Linked DNA regions of Oryctolagus cuniculus: region 2 is linked to region 1. The links are chromatin contacts, called in public Hi-C maps. All regions are on one chromosome and are shown on one strand. Each heading gives the region's core, a stretch centred on a gene start, on an enhancer-like site or on the middle of the called end of the contact. The rest is flanking DNA. Distances are from core to core; before and after follow the strand shown. Region 1 overlaps ANO10 (anoctamin 10). Region 2 has its middle 46 kb from the start of POMGNT2.

Region 1 (5,857 bases), core at 57-2,556:
ATAGAAGGAGAAAGAATGGTTGCTGGCATGATCTGGGGGAGGGGAGATATTGCTTAATGGGTAGAGTTTCTGTTTCACAAGGTAAGCAGAGTTATGGAAGCAGATGGTGGTGATGGCTGCAGAACATTATGACTTAGGACTACAGTTAAAGATGGCCAAGATGGGAGCCAGTATTGGGGTATAGCAGGGTAAGCCACCACTCACGACACAGGCATCCCATATGAACACCAGTTTGAGTCCCAGCTGTTCCACTTCTGATCCAGCTCCCTGCTAAAGGGCTGGGAAAAGCAGCTGACGATGGCCCAAGCGGATGGCCCCTGCTACTTATATTAGAGACCTAGATGAAGGTTCTGGCTCTGGCCATTATAGCTACCTGGAGAATGAACCAGCAGATGGAAGATCGACCTCTCTCTGTCTCTCTCCCTCTCTCTTTCTCCAAAACTGTTTCAAATAAAATAAATAAATCTTAGGGGAAAAAATGGCCAAGATGGTCAATTTTGTGTTACGTGTATTTTATCACAATTTTAAAAGTTATGGGTGTGTAAACCATTGGCTGAGGGTATCCTTTCTATAGCCAAAAAAAAAAAAAAAAAAAACAAACAAAAAAACACACACACACACACACACATCAAGCTGTCAAAACATTACAGGATTTGGAAATCAGAACAATATGGGCTCCCTCTAGTGGTTTAACACACCTTTAAAACTGGTCAGAACTGAAATAAACTTTCTTATATATTTTGATTTTTTTTTTTGAGGGGAGGGTAATAGTTCTTTTCCTTAGGGGGAAATAAAACATTAGAAACATACCAGTACCAATGCGCATCCCAGCAGAAGGACGAGGGAAGCAAGCCCAAAGATCACATGTGATGGCTACAAAGTCACACAGCAACTTTCCTGCTCCCTGCAGATGAATCAGAAGCTAAGCAGCAATGAATGAATGGAGAGACGGGGACCAGGGAGACCACAGGAAGAGAACAACAGTATGAAAAGGAAGACTGGGGCACAGTCCTAACAGAAAAATGACCCATTTTCTCAAGCGGCTAGATTATTTCTGAACCAATCAGAGAGAGAGAGAGACAGACAGACAGACAGAGACAGACAGACAGACAGACAAGTTTCCAATCGGTTTCAGGCCAACCCCAGCCAAAGCTTCCGGGCTGCTGTGGCTGCTCTGCCAGCCCAGATGGGTCTGACTTTCTCAATGAATTTCTCGTCAAGAAAGGACTCATCACTTCACAGCTACGCGTCCTGCTGCAGTGGCCCTGCAGGCAGGGACTGCCCGGCGGGGGCAGGACTGCACAGTTCAGCAAACCCAAGGAAGGCTGCCACTTGCACGGAGGCTTTCAGGCTTGTTGGATAAACAACGCGATATGAGTAAAGTGCTGGGGAAATGCAGATGGGAAAAAAAAAAAAAATCCAATACAAGCAGGCAAGCCAAGGCAGAGGATCCGAAGGAGAAGCATGAACCATCTCTACTGAGACAGACGGATCTGCCCGCGGGACTGGTACCCAGCTGACTGCGGTGTGGCTGTGAATGTGTGATTTTCTGACACTGCTAATAGAGCTGTTGGTTTTAAAAATCAGGGTAGTTCACCTACTCTAGAGGGCAAAGTCTCTTCAACGAACCATCAAGATGAGAAATGACAGAAAATCATTTCTGAATTCGTTTCTCGAAAAGGTTAAAAATTAGTTCAATGTACCTTTCAAAGTGGCTGGGAAAAATCTGAAGGGAGCTCTGAATTCCACGCCTCAGTGAAACGCAGGGAGAAAGCACGAAGCACAGCAGGCCCTCCGCGGAGAGAGGGGGCAGCATACACCCAACGCCAGAGCGCCTGCTGGTCTGTTCCTACCACGCAAGCTTGATGGCAAATGCACTTAGATTTGACAATAAATATAGTTTAATCCATATTTTACAGCAATCTTTTCAAAACACTGAGCAGCGTTTTCTGGCTCTCTGGCCAGAATCAATATGCTCTGTTACAGCACTTCTATGGGAAAATCAAATTCAAATGCAAATGGCTTTGTTGCAGCATTTTTCCTGCTAAGCCTGAGGGCTGGTTGCAGGCTGGACTCCCTTGACAGTACTTCCGCAGCGAGCTGACAGAGGAGCACACGTTTTTCTCAAGATGTCACCCTCTCCAGGGGTTGACTCGGGGACCAGCGAAACCCCAAACTCTACCCCGCTCCAGCCCTTTACTCGAGGTGCGCTGCAGGACTGCCGCCGGCTCCTGCACGTGACGGGAACGATGCAGCGCAACTGCTTCGCAGGCTCCGTTCAGGAAGCCATCTTTCAGATCACAGAACCCAAACACTGTCATTCCGTGACAGCTGTCCCAGAGGAGAGGGTGACACACACGCACTTGCCAAGTCAAGAATTCAAAAAGCAGCCATCAGCAGGATTCCCTGAATCTGGTATTACACGGCAGCTCTCGCCCCCATTCATTTATGTTCAGCTAGCGTGGCCCAAGGACAGAGGTTGTACTTTTTGTATTCTCTCTGCAGGGCCGGGAAAATATGCGTACATGTAATAGGGATAAAAGGTATCTAGCAGGGTAGGAGCTTGGCCCAATGGTCAAGAAGCCAGTTAAGATGTCCACATCCTGGGGATGGCGCTGTGGCGTAGCAGGTAAAGCCATCACCACCTGCAGCACCAGCATCCCATATGGGCAGCGGTTCGAGTCCTGGCTGCTTCACTTCCGATTCAGCTTCCTGCTGATGTGCCTGGGAGGGCAGCAGAGGATGGCCCAAACACTTGAGCCCCCACATCCATGTGAGAGACCAGGAGGAAGCTCCCAGCTCCTGGTTTCGGATGGGTCCGGCACTGCCATGGTGGTCATTTGGGGAGTGAAGCAGCAGATGGAAGACAGATCCCTCTCTCTAACTCTGCCTTTCAAATCAATCAATCCTTCTTTAAAAGGAAACAGAGATGGTCACGTCCCATATTAGAATACCTGGGTAATCTCGATTACCAGTTCAGGCTTCTGATTCTGGCTTCCTGCTCTGGGAGGTAGCCCAGTTCCAGCAGCGGGGCCCCTGACCCCCACAGGAGGAAGCTGGAATTAGTTCCCAGCTCCCAGCACTGGTTCCCCAGCCACCATGGCATTCGGGGAGTGAACCAGCAGATGAGAGCGCATTCTCTTTCCCTCCCTCCCTCCCTCCCCTCCTCTTCTTCTTTTAATAAATATAAAAGCTTACTCATGGAATAAATGAATTTTTGTTATATCTTGCTTCCTAAAATGCTAAAAATAATAAGGCATTTAAGCTATAAATAGGAGAAAAAATATTCGCTCCTCCCCCAAATTTCAAGGATGAACAGAGTATATGGCAGACATAGTGTTCCCACAAGGCTGTAATTTAAAATTATTGCACTTTAGGTTCATCCTCAAGTTCAACACTAAAGACATGACGCTGTTACAGTATCACCTACTTCTTACGTAACACCAATCATTTATGATGCTGTCCCTGTCCCAGACATGGTCATTCCATTCGCTACGCCGCATAGGTCAAAGCTGGGGGTCATTCCTTGGGGCTTCGTCCCTTTTCTCACATCCCACTCTCAACCCCTCATCAAATCCTTCTGATCTTGCCCTGACAGTCTGCCCAGAATCCAGCCTCTTCAACCGCATCCCCATCTGCTCCGTGTGTGCAGGCCGCCACCACCTCTGTCTCATGTCACTGCCAAGGCCTCCTACCTGGACTGTCTCTGCTGACACACACACAGAAGCCAGAGGGACCTAATTACTCATTACCACGAGCGAGTGAGACCATCGACCATCAGGCGGGTCCCAGGCCACCCGGTGACCTGGGAAGCCGACCTGCTGAGTTTCTGGCCCCATCGCCCTCTGCTCTGCACCTTGCTCGCGGCGGTGCAGCCTGCCAGGTGTCGTCTCCTTGCTGTGCGTGCGTGCACCAGGCCCGCCTGCATCTCTAGCCTGGACGACACTGTTCCCCGTGCCTGCTCTGCTCCTCCTCCAGGCATCAGCCCGACTCCCTTGTCACTCTCCAGGCCTTGACACACATCAGTGTCTCTGGGAAGGCTCCTCGGGTCACACCCACCACACTGCCCATCGCCCTTCCCCACTTTTTCTTCCGCTTAACAGTGATTGACATACCATATATTTTATTGGGCTTTTGGTGATGCGTCTTCGCCCTGAGATATGTGGCCCATGAGTGAGAGTAGAGGTGTTTTTCTTCCTTTTGTTCACTGTTGTACTTCCGCTGCCAAGCGAAGTGTCCCAGCACTGAGTAAGTGCCATTATGTCCTCACTAAATTAACTGAGTGAATGTGAGTTCCCATTCACGGGAACACTCTAGAGGCCATTTCTGTCTCTGAACTGACAAGCTTCCATGCTATTTTCGTTATAGCAGACTTGGTACCATTACCCAGGAGGTAAAAAAAAAAAAAAAAGGCCATTTCTCTCTGCAGAATCAGCAGGTAGCTCTCTCACCAGAGTCCACATAAGGCAGGAAAGGAGCGGAGAGATTTTTTTTCTAAAATGCTCTTGGAGAGAGGCAGGGTGGGGTGTTACCCTCCCCCTGCTCCTTCCTCACAGGACAGAGGAGGCAAGCGTTCAGGACTGCTCAGGGACCTACTGTGGTGCAGTGCCCCTGGGGAGCTGCACACACTGCTCACCCAGCGCTGGCTCCTCCAGTGGGCATGACACTCGGGCACACACACCCACACACAGACACAACGCCTGCTACCACCGCCCTGGGAGTACAGCACTCCAAGAGCAGCACTGCCCAAGTGCTCTCACGGCAGAGGCCACGCTCTTCACACAACAGAAGGAAAGAAACGTGGCCACCCTCTGACGGCGGATGGACAGCAGAGGCGGCTACTAGGCCCAGTGGCCAAGGACATTCGGGAAAGGCTGTCTCTGAATCCAATGGGGGGGCCGATGCACAAACTCAGGGGTCTCCTCTATGGACCATAGGGGCCATTCTGTCACTTCTTAAAAATACTTTTGATTTATTTCTTTTCTTTTTTTTTTTTAAAGATTTATTTTATTTATTTGAAAGAGTTAGAGAGGTAGAGACAGAGAGAGAGGTCCTCCATCTGCTCATTCACTCCCCAGATGGCCCAATGGCCGGAGCTTCACCAATCTGAAGTTAGGAGTCAGGAGCCAGGAGCCAGGAGCTTCTTCCGGGTCTCCCACTTGGGTGCAGGGGCCCAAGGACCTGGGCCATCCTCTGCTGCTTTCCCAGGCCATAGTAGAGAGCTGGATCAGAAGAGGAGCAGCCAGGTCTTGAACTGATGCCCACATGGGATGCCAGCGCTTCAGGCCAGGGCCCTAACCCGCTGTGTCACAGCGCCGGCCCTTTTTTTTTTTTTTTTAAAGATTTATTTATTTTCACTGTATTTGAAAAGCAGAGAGAGCACGTGCAAGCAAGGTAGCTCCATCTTCACGCAGCTGGTTCAGTCCTCAAATGCTTCCAATAGCCATGGCTGGGCTAGACCCAAGTCAATAACTCAGCACTCAATCCAGGCCTCCCAAAGGGCGACAGGGTCCCATGCACTGGGGCCAACTGCTGTGGTACAGCAGGTGAAGTGGCTGCCTGCAACACCAGCATCCCATGTTCAAGTCCCCACTAGTTCATTTCTGATCTAGCTTCCTACTAATGGACCTAGGAAGGCAGCAGAAGATGGCCCGAGTGCTTTGGCCCTTGACACCCATGTGGGAGACTTAGAAGAGCTCTTGTCTCCTGGCTTTGGTGTGGCCCAGCCCTGGCCGCTGCTGCCATTTGGGGTGAGAACTAGCAGATGGAAGATCTGCCTGTCTCTTTCTCTCCCCCTCTCTCTGTCACTCTACCTTCAAAATAAATAAATGATTTTTAAGAGTGTGGGGAGCAATCC
Region 2 (5,350 bases), core at 1,505-4,004, 290 kb before region 1:
AGTATTAGAAGGTGAAGTTCCAAGTCAGTGTGAAGAAAAGTGACTAGGGCTCTGCTTTCATATTTTAAAATTTTATTTCTTTCTTACTACAAAGAAAAGAAAAAGAAAAAAAAAAAGGTTGGGAGTTCAACCCTTAGGTCCTTTAAGAGAAGCAAGGGGAGGGGTTACAAATGGTTAACGAAAATGAGTGGATGGCAGTTTGACCCAGTGCAGAGGTCAGCACGAATCTGGGGCATACGTGCTTTTGTGCAGGAAGCCCAGGTCAAAGGTGCCACTGTACACGTGCCGGAAAGCTCGCTCGCCAGTGGCCTCCCAACTCCATCTCAAGTGCCCTGAGCTGATCCTGCCTCATTTTGATTGTCTTCCTTGACACACATCAGTGCCGTTTCTTCCCTTTTGGCTTGTTTGTATCTTTCCAGTCTTTCTATTCTTAGTAGCTCAAAAGCCTTCATTGTGACTTCTGTTTCAAGACCTTAAAAGGGTCTGATGTTCTACAACATTTTTTTCTTGGATCTTCAGTCACATTTTAGAAAGATGGAATCTCCAGCTGCCCTGGTTGCCTCCAGACCCTACTGCGAGAACAGCAAGGGGGCACATTGGTCAGAAAGTAGGCAAAGGTCACCCTTTGCTTCATTTTACTACTAAGATCTCTGCCCCAGGCGGAGCGTAAGCCTTAGTACTATAACACATAGCCTATGTTGGCATATGTGTCTTCGTGGACTTGGACCCACCCTTACATGTGATGACAAGACCTTCCCTCTTACAGGTTACAGAGCTTTTCATATGAGGGCCAGTGTTGTGGTACAGCAGGTTAAATCACCACCTGCAACACTGGCATCCCATATTGAGGACTGATGTGAGTCCTGGCTGCTCCACTTCTGATCTAGGTTCCTACTAATACACCTGCTCGGGTAGTGGAAGATGGGCCCCTGCCACCCATGTAGGAGACCTAGATGGATGTACAGGCTCCTGGTTTTGGCCTGGACCAGCCCTAGCTGTTGCAGCCAATGAGGAATGAACAAGCAAATGGGTGCACTTGCTTGCTCTCTGTCTCTCCCTCTGTGTCTCTCCTCATCCCCACCCCTCTGCCTTTCAAATAACTAGATTTTTTTTTAAATGAAGCTACTTCAAAAAGTTCATGAAAGATCTATATTATGAAAATGCAGTGCACCAAAATAAACTTCTCTTTAAATTGCATTTTCCACAGACTTGAAGTGCTGTTGTGTCTTAGTTGGTATTGTGATCTTTAGGGAAATGCTATACCGAGACAGCTTATCAACCTTAGCTGATGTCTGAACTCTGAGCTGAGGGGAATCCTTGTAGACTGATCGCTCATCATTGGGACTCATTTTGGAAACCCCTGTTGCAGAGCTCTGACCCTGTGAAGAACTAAGGATATGTTCGAGTCCCATTAGGTCAAGTTCTATTGTGATTGGCATTGTTGATGGAAGCCTTGCTAAGCTGCAACATTTGAGACACATCAGCTCTCCGAGCCAGAGCACTGCTGAGATCTCACTGGCAGATGAAGATGTCCACCCTAAAAGATTTGCAAAGTTGAAAGACTTTCAGGGCCATTTGTTTCCTAGGATCACTGAACTTTTGGTTTGGCAGCCACTGTAGGCCTTGGATAAACAGAAAGAATATCTTAAATTCCAATCATGTAACATATGTGTGCAAATCAAATAGTCCAAAGAGACTAGAAGGGATGAAGGAGAGTCAGTATAGCAGACAGGTCAGAGGCTGAGCACATGTACCTGGGCCTGCATAGCAAAGGCTCGACCTCCAACTGCCGAGACCACGCGTTTGCTGAGGCCTTCCTCTGGCCATTGAAGCTAGCAGTGCAGAGGAGTTGGTGCAGAGCAACCTGAAACCAGTGACTGATGGGAGCTGGTGCATAAACATCCAGCTCCCCTGTGCTGTAGAAGAGCTGATCTGAGATGCCTCGTCTCAGAATTCCTCAAAGGGTATATTTCCAGCTGCCTCCTGCGGCGTCCGCTTTGATGCATCGTTGATTGCTTGTCTTCCCTTCTCTGCCTCACTTTCTCTGTGGCGAAGGTTTGCCCTATGGGAGTTTCTTTCCTGGCAAGACTGCAGGTATGAAAGCTCACTTTTCTGGCTATCCTTGATTCTCCAAACCAAGATCTGACCACTCTAGGGGGTTCAGAACAGTTCCATCGTCTTCCCGACAGAGGGCAGCATTTCGTTTTCTATCACAGCGAGATGTGTTCCTGGGCTTGCAAATGACTCCAGCTCAAAATAAAGAAAAACAAATTGAAATGAGGATTTTAATCACTGTGAAAGGAATGAAAGGCTGTGTCAGCAGTTCCGTGGTAAGTGCCGTCATTCAGGGATTTATCATCTCAGCTGTAAAAATACGCCTTACGCTAGGACTTGGCGTGAGCAAGCCTTCAGTCGCTTAAAATCTATATATTATTGAAGATTCTACTTTCAATCAAGTGGGAAACGTGACTCTGTAAATGCGGCACAGAACACTCCTCTGGCCACTGCAGCTGCCAAGTTCTTCCTGCCACGTTCACTGCCAACCAGCTCAACATGGAGAAGGGACAAAGACATGACAGCTGGATCTTTCCAGAGGCCGCTCTGTGCTCTGGGAATAGCTACACTGAGGAAGTAGGCCCAACTTTATTTTCCAGTGGCAAAGTGGTAGCCCTTATGGAGTCTTGTGGGTTTGTAGGTAACACTTCTCTGAACACCAGTTCACTTGCTCCCTCTCCCACTTCCCAGTCCCCAAGGCCACCACGTGGTGGTGGTGGGGTGTGGGGATGCGTCAGCACACACAACCACACAGTCCACTTGGTGCTTGGTTCATGATGCTGAGACCACTCCAGACACCTTGGGAGGAAACAACTCAAGGAGCGCTGATGAGAAGCCTGGGTTGTATCCTGACTTTACCTTGCAACCTGAGCTCCTGTGGTTTGTGGGGGATCAAGGCAGTTAGACCACATTGTCTGCTAAAAGAGAAAGCAAAACTAGGCCCTTTCTGAGCCTTTTTATCATATCCTGTCAAAGCCAGTCCTGCTTGGTTTTAAGTAAGACCAAATTTGTGGAAGCTCTACTATGTCCTTTAGTTGAAATAGGGTAGTTGGGGTGAAGGAGGGTTCTTCATGAGAAAAGACAAGAAGCAAGAGCAGAACATCGGCGTTTTATGAGCTGGAGTGAATTGTTAGACTGGGTTTGGAGCATCTGAAAAATCCTGCCCCCAGAGCAAAGTGAAGAGGCTGGTCAGACCTGTAGAAGGAACATTTAGGGAATTGCATGTCCATAGCTGGGAAACTTTGGTGTGTTCTTGACAATCTACGGAGCCAAATGGGTATCCTGCGAGCCTGCTCAGGAGAAAGATGGAGCCCCACCTCTCACCTCTTGCTCACACTGAGCTGAGGCCGAGCAGTGACCTGCTTGACTATTCAAGGCTCACTTCCGCATACACAGGCCCTTTGGCAAGGGCGGAAAATACGTTGGTTTAAGGAATTTAATGCCCTCTGACCAATCAGGACCTGACACCTACACAAACTGAGCAGACACTTCAGTGTCCCTGTTCTACAGGAAGTGATCCTGCAAAAGCACTAAGTAAGCAGAGTGACAACAAGCAAGAACAGCAACGACCCTGGGGACGGGCTGTTCTTATTCTCACATCTTCTACACTATTATCTAAGATGTCCAATTTTCAACAAAAAGTTATGAGACATGGAATAAACAGGAAAGTATGACCAACATATGGGGAGAGGGGAGAAGCAATCAATAGAAACTATCCATAAATAAGGCCATACATTGAATTATTAGACTTTAAAATATGTTCAAGTCATTAAAGAAAGCCAGGTCTAAGGAATTGAAGGAAAATACTGCAAATTCCCATTGAATAGGTAGTTTCAATAAAAAGACAGAATTTTTTTTTAAAAAAGAGTCAAATTGAAATTTTTTAGTTGAAAAGTGTAAGAACTGAAATGAGAAATTCACTAGAGGAGTTCTGTAGCAGATTTGAGAAGAAAGAATGAGCAAACCAGAGCATCAGTCAGTTGAGATTATCCATTCTGATGAAGTGAGAGAAAAATGAAGTGACAGTATCAGAAATCCAGAGGATTCCCCCAGGTGTATCAATATTTGCATAACAGACTCAGAGGAGAGGAAAGACAGAATGGTACAGAAAAACTATTGGAAGAAACAGAGACTGAAAATTCTCAAATTTGATTGAAAAATTTAATCCATACATCCAGGAACCCCAATAAAGTCCAAGTGTGATAAATTCAAATTCATATGTACCGATATGTGTCCTAGTCAAAATATTGAAGGTCAAAGACCCAGAAAACATCTTGGAAACAACAAAAGAAAAATTACTGTCCACAAACAAGAGCTTTTTAATAAGACAAGCGATGGAAATTCTTATCAGAAGTGGCAGACAGAAGGCATTTGGATGACATATTTAAAGTGCTGAAAGAAAAAGGCTGTGAATTCAGCAACACTATCCTTCAAAAATAGAAGTAAAATTAAGATATTCTAGATTAACAAAAGCTGAGAGAATTCATCAATAACATATATGCTTATTATTATTATTTTTTTTTTTTACAGGCAGAGTGGACGGAGAGAGAGAGAGAGACAGAGAGAAAGGTCTTCCTTTTCCGTTGGTTCACCCTCCAATGGCCGCTGTGCCCGGTGCACGGCACTGACCTGAAGCCAGGAGCCAGGTGCTTCACCTGGTCTCCCATGCGGGTGCAGGGCCCAAGGCACTTGGGCCATCCTCCACTGCACTCCCAGGCCACAGCAGAGAGCTGGCCTGGAAGAGGGGCAACCGGGACAGAATCCGGTGCCCCGACTGGGACTAGAACCCGGTGTGCCGGCGCCACAGGCGGAGGATTAGCCTAGTGAGCCGTGGCACTGGCTATGCTTATTTTTTTTAAAAAATTAATTTATTTGAAAGGCCAAGTTACAATGGGTGGGGAGGGGGGAGACAGAGAGAGAAAGAGAGAGAGAGAGAGATCTTCCATCTGTTGGTTCACTTCCCCAAATTATCAGAGCTGGACTGGTCCAAAGCCAGGAGCCAGGAGCTTCTTCAGGTTCTCCCACATGGGTACAGTGGCCCAAGGACTTGGACTGTCTTCCACTGCTTTCCCAGGGGCATTAGCAGGGAGCCGGATCTGGGATGCAGTGGCTTTACCTGTTATACCGCAGCACCAGCTCCCACATCTGCTTTATAAGCACCATCAAAGGAAGTTCCTCAGGTTTTTATAGATAGTAGATGCTGATAATCACATCAAGAAATAAAAAACACTAGTAAAATACCTTCTTATGTAAATATTATAGACAGTATAATTTTTGATAACTCTTCTGATTTAAA

The links. A called contact is a pair of places that touch in the nucleus more often than the background predicts.
Region 2: a Hi-C map of an unstated tissue shows a contact between it and region 1, with 11 times the contacts expected there. The contact joins two enhancer-like sites. A contact is called at or near these places in 3 of 6 Hi-C or Micro-C datasets (ear pinna, psoas muscle and an unstated tissue).

What each region holds. Positions count from the first base shown.
Region 1 is chr10:104,653,915-104,659,771 of mOryCun1.1, reverse strand. All of the region lies in intron 11 of ANO10 (anoctamin 10), which reads right to left. Among named protein-coding and RNA genes, the nearest start is that of ANO10, 92 kb to the right of the region's middle. Within about 2 kb of position 1,306, at least 2 of the 8 cell types and tissues checked have an H3K27ac peak or open chromatin away from gene starts, as enhancers often do.
Region 2 is chr10:104,949,100-104,954,449 of mOryCun1.1, reverse strand. No RefSeq gene overlaps it. Among named protein-coding and RNA genes, the nearest start is that of POMGNT2, 46 kb to the left of the region's middle. Within about 2 kb of position 2,754, at least 2 of the 8 cell types and tissues checked have an H3K27ac peak or open chromatin away from gene starts, as enhancers often do.